Linked DNA regions of Sus scrofa: region 1 is linked to region 2. The links are chromatin contacts, called in public Hi-C maps. All regions are on one chromosome and are shown on one strand. Each heading gives the region's core, a stretch centred on a gene start, on an enhancer-like site or on the middle of the called end of the contact. The rest is flanking DNA. Distances are from core to core; before and after follow the strand shown.

Region 1 (4,724 bases), core at 100-2,599, 490 kb after region 2:
ACGTTACTGTGGCTGTGGCACAAGCTGGCAGCTACAGCTCCGATTAGAACCCTAGCCTCTGAACCTCCATGTGCCACGAGTACAGCCCTAGAAAAGACCAAAAAAAAAAAAAAAAGATAAATAATAACATAAATAAATAAATAAAAAGAAGGAAACAGTTCAAAGAGGCCAGCCAGGTACCTTTACTCAGTGAAGTGGAATGGGAAGAAAGGCCAGAGGCTTTTCAGAGCAGGTGAATCTCAGACTCAGTTTTGTTTGTTTATTTTGCTTTTTAGGGCTGCACCAGAGGCATATGGAAGTTCCCAGGCTAGGGGTCAATCCAGAGCTGCAGGTGCTGGCCTATACTACAGCCACAGCAATATGGGATCCTTAACCACTAAGTGAGGCCAGGGATTGAACCGGCAACCTCAGGGATCCTAGTTAGGTTTGTAACCTGCTGAGCCATAATGGTAACTCCTCAGATTCAGTTTTATGGTATGTTTCTGTCAGGGAAACCCGCTCTGTCTCCTCAGAAATATGAGTCGAGGGAGTTCCTGTTGTGGCGCAGCGGAAATGAATCCGACTAGGAACCATGAGGTTTCGGGTTCAATCCCTGGCCTTGCTCAGTGGGTTAAGGATCTGGCGTTGCCGTGAGCTGTGGTGTAGGTCGCAGACGCAGCTTGGATCCTGCATTGCTGTGGCTGTGGTGTAGACCAGCTGCTACAGCTCTGATTTGACCCCTAGCCTGGGAACCTGCATATGCCGTAGGTGCAGCCCCAAAAGACAAAAAGACAAAAAAAAAAAAAAAAAAAAAAAAAAAAAGAAGCATAAGTTGAGTCTGCTACAAGCACAGGCCTCATGCGAAATTTGGGGGAAAGGAGGACAGGGCTGGAGCGGGGACAGCGATCAGGAACCCCAAGAGGATAAAAAATGGGATTCAGAGGAGGCAGAAGAATGGGGCCAGGCATGACCTTGAAAAATGGGGCCCTGAGAATTCGTGGAAAATCTGGGAAATGCTTTGGAGTGGAGACAGGCACACCTCAGAGCAGTGACTTGAATACGGTACATTCAGAGAGCTTCATAATGCATGAAATATTTTCGCAGATGTTACATTATTTGATCTGCACTCTGCCCCACAGAGTTTGGGTCATTTGCCTGAGACCACCTGAGTGTCAGAGCTAGAGCTGAGCTTGAGATCTTTGGACTGGAAGTCAAACACATGATGACATGACTCCTGGCCTTTCCAGATTCAATTTTGAGTTTTCAGCTCCTTGAGAAATTCAAGTGATGCAGGAACTTGACACTTTTGCTGTGGTACAGCCTCGAACTCTGTTCCAGGAGGCTGGCCTGCAGGAGGGAGGCCCTGAGCTGGGGAGTGAGTCTGAACATTCATCCCATCACCACGGCCCACCACAGCTCTGTTGCTCCAGCCTGTGGTACATGGTGGAGGGTTTATATGGCTGGAAGATCTTGGATCTATCCATGGCAGAGGGCAAAAGGCTAAAACTTTTCCAACATGTGTTCAGGAGGGGAACTTAGAGGGTGCTCTTAAAGAAAAAAAAAACAGTTTAATTTGGGAGGGGTCTGTATTTGGGTTTTCCACATGTTAAAAGCACGAATGGAGCATAAATCTAAGTTTGGAAAATTGGGGAAGATATATTTCCACAATATTCTCTCAGTTGTAGCTGTTGCTATGATATCTTACCCAAAGTATCCTGACTCTTTTCCCAAGAGATTGCTCTTCTGGGAAAAAATGCAATGATATTCAAGTTAAAAATGGAGCATGCCACGAATTATTCTGAACTTTGCTTCTTTTGGTGGAGGAAGCAAGACTTTTGTAGTTCTGATTAAGATGGGGGCAAAAATATTTTATGTGGACCCTAACTAAAAAGAAGGAGAAATGCCACTTAAAAATTTCTTTCACACACATACTTATGAATCAGGTTTGTGGAAATGGAAATAAACACAAACACACCTGTTTTTTAATCCAAAAAAGAATCCAAAAATAGAACCCAGGGTGCCAATGACATAAAATTTAATTATTCACTCAGATCCATTACAACCATTTTCTCCTTTCTGTGAATGACGTTAATGTATCCTGAACCCCGAAGGTAAATTTGTAGAAACTTAGCACTAAATCTATTTCTGGTTAGTGAGACTGAGTAAGCCGTTCTTTGCTTTCTTCCTTGTTTTTCATTGCTCGACTTTCAAAATTATGAGTATATAGCATTAAATTTCAGAACAACAAAGCAATTACAAATGAAATTGTTTTTGTTTTCTGTCTGCACCATATGGAAGTTCTCAGGCCGGGGCCTGAACCCAAGCCACAACAGTGGCAATGCTGAGTCCTTAACTGCCAGGTCACCAGGGAACTCCCAAATTAAACAGTTAGCATTTTGTTAAGGTGCAACTGGAAAGGAAGAGTCCCCATGAGTTACAGAATTTGGGACCTATTTCAAAAGGTAGAGCTTGCACCATGCTGGGAGTTGCCAGGGAAGTAAAGACTTTTTTTTTTTTTTTTTTTTTTTGCTTTTTAGGACCACACCTGCAGCATATGCAAGTTCCCAGGCTAGGGGTCAAATTGGAGCTACGGCTGCCCGCCTACACTGCAGCCACAGCAACTCAAGATCTGAACAGAGTCTTCGACCTGCATCACAACTCGCAGCTCACAGCAACGTTGGATACTTAATGCACAGAGTGGGGCCCGGGTTTGAACATGCATCCTCTCAAATACTACTCGGATTTGTTTCTGATGAGCCACCATGGGAACTCCCAAAGGAAAGACTTGAAAAGAGGATCAAGGATCACAGGACACAGAATCAATCCTGGAAGCCAAGCACATCCCGTTCCTAAGGGGGGGACCACAAAGAAGCAGCCGGGCGAGAAGCTGTTGTCTTTGGGGCTCCCGAGCTGGGCATCATGGTGAGGGGCCAGAAGTTAGGAAGCAGATCAAGATTCGGAGCACAAGAGACAGAACAAGCTGAAAACCTCCCACACCTCCAGGAGCATCTGTCCCTGTGTCTAACTGCTACAACCATTCAAGTTATGGCCGCTGCTTCACTTCCTCGTGCAGATTCTTCCTTTGGACAGCTCTAACCTGGGACTATAGAGGAAGAAGATTCTGAGAAACAAGTTTCCACCTCAACCAAGGTGACACCCAACATCACAGATACCATAAAGCACCATATGTATTTGATTTTTTTTTTTTTTTTGGTCTTTTTGCCTTTTCTAGGGCCGCTCCCGAGGCATATGGAGGTTCCCAGGCTGGGGGTCGAATTGGAACTGTAGCCACCAGCCTACACCAGAGCCACAGCAATGCGGGATCTGAGCCTCATCTGTGACCTACACCACAGATCACAGTAACACTGGATCCTTAACCCACTAATCGAGGCCAGGGATTGAACCCACAAACTCATGGTTCCTAGTCGGATTCGTTAACCACTGAGCCATGGTGGGAACTCACCATATGTATTTGATTCTGATCAAGGTCCTTAATTAAGTGAGGTTGGGCTTAAGATATCCCACAGATAGTCAGTTTACCCCATTCTTTATCAACCCATACCTCTGGCACAGCCTCTTGTGTACCCACATCTTATCCCAACTGGAAAAAGCTAGTTACTGGAGAATGGCTGTTTGGGCCGTGGAAATAGCAGTATTTCCCATCCATTGTGTGTAGACAAGGAAAATCAAAACGGACATGCTCATATTTTTACCCCTTTTAATGCTGTTGAGTCAAAATCTCATGAGCTACAAAGCTGCTTCTGTTCTTTTCACATATCACCTACTAATCAATGTCAGATCAGAGACATTTCAGCATGAGATATACAGTCTGAGCAGCCAGGAAAATGTCTAAATGCTGCTTTATTTTCATCCCAGTGTTTAGCAGAGTGGGTACCAAACTGCCTGATAAAATGATACAAAAACTGGTCTTTCAATATCACTTTTTTTTTTTCCATTTTCTTTAAGCTTCTACTAGGGGTCATGCAAGTATATGCATTTAGGATGAAACAACCTACAATAAGGGAAAACTGCTGACAATGATACTAGAGCACAAAAAAAGAGAAAACCGGGAGTTCCCATCATGGTGCAGCAGAAACCAATCCAACTAGTATCCGTGAAGATGCCGGTTCCATCCCTGGCCTCGCTCATTGGGTTGGGGATCCAGCATTACCATGAGCTGTGGTGTAGGTCACAGAAGTGGCACGGATCCGGGATTGCTGTGGCTGCGGTGTAGGCTGGCAGCTGTAGCTCTGATTGGACCCCTAGCCTGGGAACTTCATATGCTGCAGGTGCAGCCTGAAAAAAACAAAACAAAAGGAATTCCCGTCGTGGCTCAGTGGTTAACAAATCCGACTAGGAACCATGACGTTGTGGCTCAATCCCTGGCCTCGCTCAGTGGGTTAAGGATCTGGCGTTGCCTTGAGCTGTGGTGTAGGATGCAGACGAGTCTCGGGGATCCCATGTTGCTGTGGCTGTGGTGTAGGCCAATGGCTACAGTTCCAATTCGACCCCAAGCCTGGGAACCTCCATATGCTGCGGGAGCGGCCCAAGAAAATGGCAAAAAGACAAAAAATAAATAAATAAATAAAAATTTAAAAACAAACAAAAAAAAAAAAAAAAGGAGAAGAAGAAGAGAAAACCCCAGATAGTCATCTCGATTGTATGTAAACATCATTCCCAAGACAGTCACTTGAGAATCACCAACCTTTAAGACTGTATGGCTCCATGATACTATTGAGAAGGTA
Region 2 (4,256 bases), core at 430-2,929:
TGGAGCACTGTTAATTATGTTTCCATCTCTTGGGACTATCCAGAATTAGCCCTGGAAATTCTAGAATTACCAAGATGTTGCAAAAACAAAAGATAAAAGCGTGGTACAGGTTGTACAAAGTGAAATGGTCTCCGCAAGTGTTCTTTGTTCTCTCACGGACTCGGGCTTGATAGTTTCCATTAAGACTAGGAATAATAAGGCTCTAATCGAATAATCACCTGAATTCTGAATGCATATATGCATTTTTGACTTCAAAAATAAAGATAAGTTTTCGAAACCGCTTTACTTTTGAGACTCACCCTTTGGCTCCCATGGGCTGGACCTCCCCCAAGTTCATGGCCACCTGCCACATGTGGTGCTCCTAAATAAAATGAGGTATTAACCTCAGTTTGTCATCTCCTCAGTAGACCAACACTTTTCAAAAGCAGGTGGTCTTGTGTTTCCCTTGACAGAAGAGGCAATGAAGACTATAACCCATAGCTTCAGACCCGATGTCACCAAAAAGCAGTGAAAGCCACTTGCTAATTATGCAGCTTTCTTGGCACTGTTTGGTTTCCCAAGGCTGGCCCTGAATCAGAAGGATGTTATGTTTTCCAGTTACAATTCTGTTTGTGGAGCCCAGAAAGCTATTGTTGATATTCCACATTTGAATGAAAAATGCTGGCTGGGTGGCACTGTGCTTGGCTGCCCCGCTGTGTGCCAGGGCCAGGCTATACCCTGGTTCCCATGCCCTCCCATTCCATCCTTTGCTGGCAGGCCCCACATGCCGCCTGCCCCTCCAGCTGGGTCCAGAGATTTGCCCGTGAAAGGGCGAGTGCAGGAGGGCTGGGGTGCGGTTTGGTTTTATTAATTCAGATTTTAAATCAGAAAGAAAACTCCTGCTATTCTCTTCATAGCTCCATTAAAATTCGTTTTTTATCTTGTCAAGTATATGTCAATAAAGATAGGGTGAAAAATTAGTTCTTGTCCTAATAAGAGGTTATGAGTAATAAACATGCAGATACCTCAGTGTTCTCCTTGAGATCCCACATAGGAGATAAGATGCATTCTTGTTTTCCTTCTCCAGATAGCAGTCACTTCAAAAAGAAAAAGATACCTCTTTTACACAAAATTCCAAACGCAGTGCCCCTTTAAGAAAAGATTATACTGAAGAATTAACCCTACATCCTGGATGATGTCAGTTTTCTCTGCCTGATTAACTTTTTACTAGTGTTCGAGGGTTTTCTTTTCCTGCGTTCTCATTAGCAGTCTTTTAAGCATTTCCTTTTTGAGCTCTTTAATGTGACGCATGTAATTTAACAAAAGCTGAAGTAGATAATTTAGCAGTGGTCGAAGAGAAAAGTGTGGAGGTGGTTTATGCTTGTGGCTAAGGTTAAAAAAAAAAACCTCTCAGACAGTAATTGCACTTTCCAGCATCGACCTCATGGGGGCACCAGATCACCCAGTATTGTCTATAAAGAAAGGCCCACATTGCAAGTTCTGTTTTCACTGCTGGGGACGCGGGACCTGGCAACCAGTCAGAGGTGAAGGGAGAGAAACGAAAAAACAAAACAAAACAGGGCAGTAGTTGACCTGGGAGGTCACTGCCACTCAGAGGCTGAGCCAAGAAGCAGCAGGGGGCTAAGGAGCTATCTTCCCAGTCAGCCTGAACAAGCAAGCAGGATGGAGGCCACTGGGCGAGGCTAGAAGAGGAACTTGGGATTTGGGGGATTTTGCTCAGCATCCAGAGCTGGCATCCCTGTGTCTTCATGCTCTCAGAGAGTGCGGGCAAAAGTAAAACCCAAACATACATTTGGTACTTGTTAAGTTTTTTGTTTTTTTTTTTAAAGCCGAGAAATGACAGATTTATCACTAATTAAACAATAATTGCATTATGGAGTACTGAAAAAAGTGTTTGTAGTATAAACAACATCTGGTAAAAATTAAAAAGAAACAGTAATTTTTCCAAGCTCAAATTTGTTGAAAGAAACTTGAATGTTTTGAAACAAAATAAATCCTAAAATGTAAAAGGGATATTTACAGTCTTACGTTTGGTATTTTGAAAGTAGAAAAGAAGAAAATGCGTAATAAAAAAAAAATAGCTATTTATAAAGGTGCCTTGTTTTACATGACAAATGTGAAGATTTTTTTAAGTAGATTTTTTTTTAGCCATTTTTTTAACTCAATAGTTTATTGCAATGAAACTTATGAAGAATCTCCTTTTTCTGTCTTTTTAGGGCCACACACATGGCATATGGAGGTTCCCAGGCTAAAGATCCAATTGGAGCTGTAGCTGCCAGCCTACGCCACAGCCACAGCAATGCCAGATCCGAGCCACATCTGTGACCTACACCACAACTCACGGCAATGCTGGATCCTTAACCCACTGAGCAAGGCCAGGGATCAAACCCGAAACCTCATGGTTCCCGGAAGTTGGATTCGTTTCCGCTGTACCACAACGGAAACTCCAAATCTCCTTTTTTTTTTTTTTTTTTTTTTTTTGTAGAAGAAAGTTATTTTTTGATGAATAGTCACCTTTTAATTTATAATATATATATTAGCACATGGGCTCCTGCCTGTCAAGGGTTTGGAAGAGTCTGCTGCATGGTAGGATGTTACCGCCAGCTGTTAGGTAAAGTGGAGGGAAAACTTCTTATTTAGCCTTTTTTTTTTTTTTTTTTGTTACTGTTATGGAGTAAACTATACAAAACCACATAAAAATAGATTGTGAAAGAGAATCTATCCCAGGCTTCCTGAACTTCAGTTTACCTCTCACCTGAAACTTCTCTATTTTTTAGGAAAAATATGTATGAAGGATGATAAATGAAGAAGGCTTGAGAATTTTTTTTCTGTGTCTTCACTGCCTTTTTGTTTTTTTTATAGGAGGCATCCACTTTTGTCTGTGAATTACCTCAAATCATAGTATAATTTCCCTTTCTCACACACGGAGAGAATCAGAAAATGATAGAGAAAAGCAAAGATTTCTTCCTGGGAATTCTGTTCTTCCCTGTTCTCAGGCCTTTTTCACGTGACAAGTGGCTTGTAATAATCATTGATGAATCAGGATGAAAATAACAGGTTAGACGCCAAAGGCAGAGAGCAAGCATGGATGTTATTTGTACGGCTCACGGCACAGAGTGACAAGCTGGCTTCCCCTCCTCTCCCCACAATGCAGGCCTGGACAGCACGACCTCTGGGCACTGCATGTTGCTTAGTCTTCCTCTGTTTTTGCTTTTGTTTTTTTCGTCTTTTTGTCTTTTTCTAGGGACGCACCCACGGCATATGGAGGTTCCCAGGCTAGGGGTCGAATCGGAGCTGTAGCTGCTGGTCTATGCCAGAGCCACAGCGACGTGGGATCCGAGACGCGTCTGCGACCTATACCACAGCTCACAGCAACACCAGATCCTTCACCCACTGAGCAAGGCCAGGGATTGAACCCGCAACCTCCTGGTTCCTAGTCAGATTCGTTAACCACTGAGCCACAAGGCATTTTCATGCCAAAGCAGACTTGTCCACTAAGGAGAACACATTTGGAGCGGGTTTCAAGCTAAGGAGACCACCAGCAAACCACCAGTGCACAGGGAGCAAGAGGCAGCCCAGACCCTCCTTTGCCCTATGTAGAGCAGAGGGCTAGGTGAGAAAAAGACAGGAACTCCTCCCCTGTTTTTTTGAGGGGTGGGAACGGTGTGTGCTGGGCAGAGGAGGTCAACAGTGAAGTCCTGGGTAGCTGTGGAGAGGAGAAAAGGGAGGCACACCCCCCAGAACAGTCTGGTCCACGAGAAAAAGGAGACCAGAGTCCGGAGCTCTCCCTGCTCATCTTCCGTCCGTCCTCTGACATTTCATGAAAGAGTTGGAGTAGCGCGAGGCGCGGGGGCGGGGGGGAGAAGGGCACAGCTCCCGCTACTGATGGCCTCCTGGGGACAGGGTTTCCCTGCACTTGAAATAATCGTACGTGGAAATCGTCAGGCCAGATGGAGGAGAAAAGAGCTTGAGAAGGAACAGATTTTGGTAGGATGGAGAAAAACAGCCAAACAGATGGAACTCAAGAAAGGTTTTCTTTTCTGTCCTCATTATAATAGGAAAGATAACTGCCCGAATCGCGAGGCTCCAGAGCTCAGCTCCGGAGCCCTGGGTTGCAGGGCGGCCTGTTGTGTTAGTGTTGCGTCCCCTTTTACAAATAAAACAGGACCCAGAGGGGTTAAATGTTTGCCTCTTCCCTCACATGGAGGCTGAAAAGATTTGGGCGGGAGTGGGGGGTGGTGGGAATTTATGGCTTC

What was found. Hi-C and Micro-C count contacts between places; a contact is called where the count stands out from the background.
Region 1: a Hi-C map of retroperitoneal adipose tissue shows a contact between it and region 2, with 2.3 times the contacts expected there. The contact joins two enhancer-like sites. A contact is called at or near these places in 1 of 5 promoter capture datasets (liver), 23 of 47 Hi-C or Micro-C datasets (alveolar macrophages, brain, embryonic fibroblasts and 13 more) and 2 of 2 datasets of contacts at active chromatin or transcription factors (alveolar macrophages and skeletal muscle).

What each region holds. Positions count from the first base shown.
Region 1 is chr10:27,519,557-27,524,280 of Sscrofa11.1, forward strand. No RefSeq gene overlaps it. Among named protein-coding and RNA genes, the nearest start is that of C10H9orf3, 50 kb to the left of the region's middle. Within about 2 kb of position 1,350, at least 1 of the 83 cell types and tissues checked has an H3K27ac peak or open chromatin away from gene starts, as enhancers often do. A contact at or near this core is called in retroperitoneal adipose tissue, where this site is marked.
Region 2 is chr10:27,024,467-27,028,722 of Sscrofa11.1, forward strand. All of the region lies in intron 8 of FANCC (Fanconi anemia group C protein), which reads left to right. Among named protein-coding and RNA genes, the nearest start is that of MIR24-2, 53 kb to the right of the region's middle. Within about 2 kb of position 1,680, at least 24 of the 83 cell types and tissues checked have an H3K27ac peak or open chromatin away from gene starts, as enhancers often do. A contact at or near this core is called in retroperitoneal adipose tissue, where this site is marked.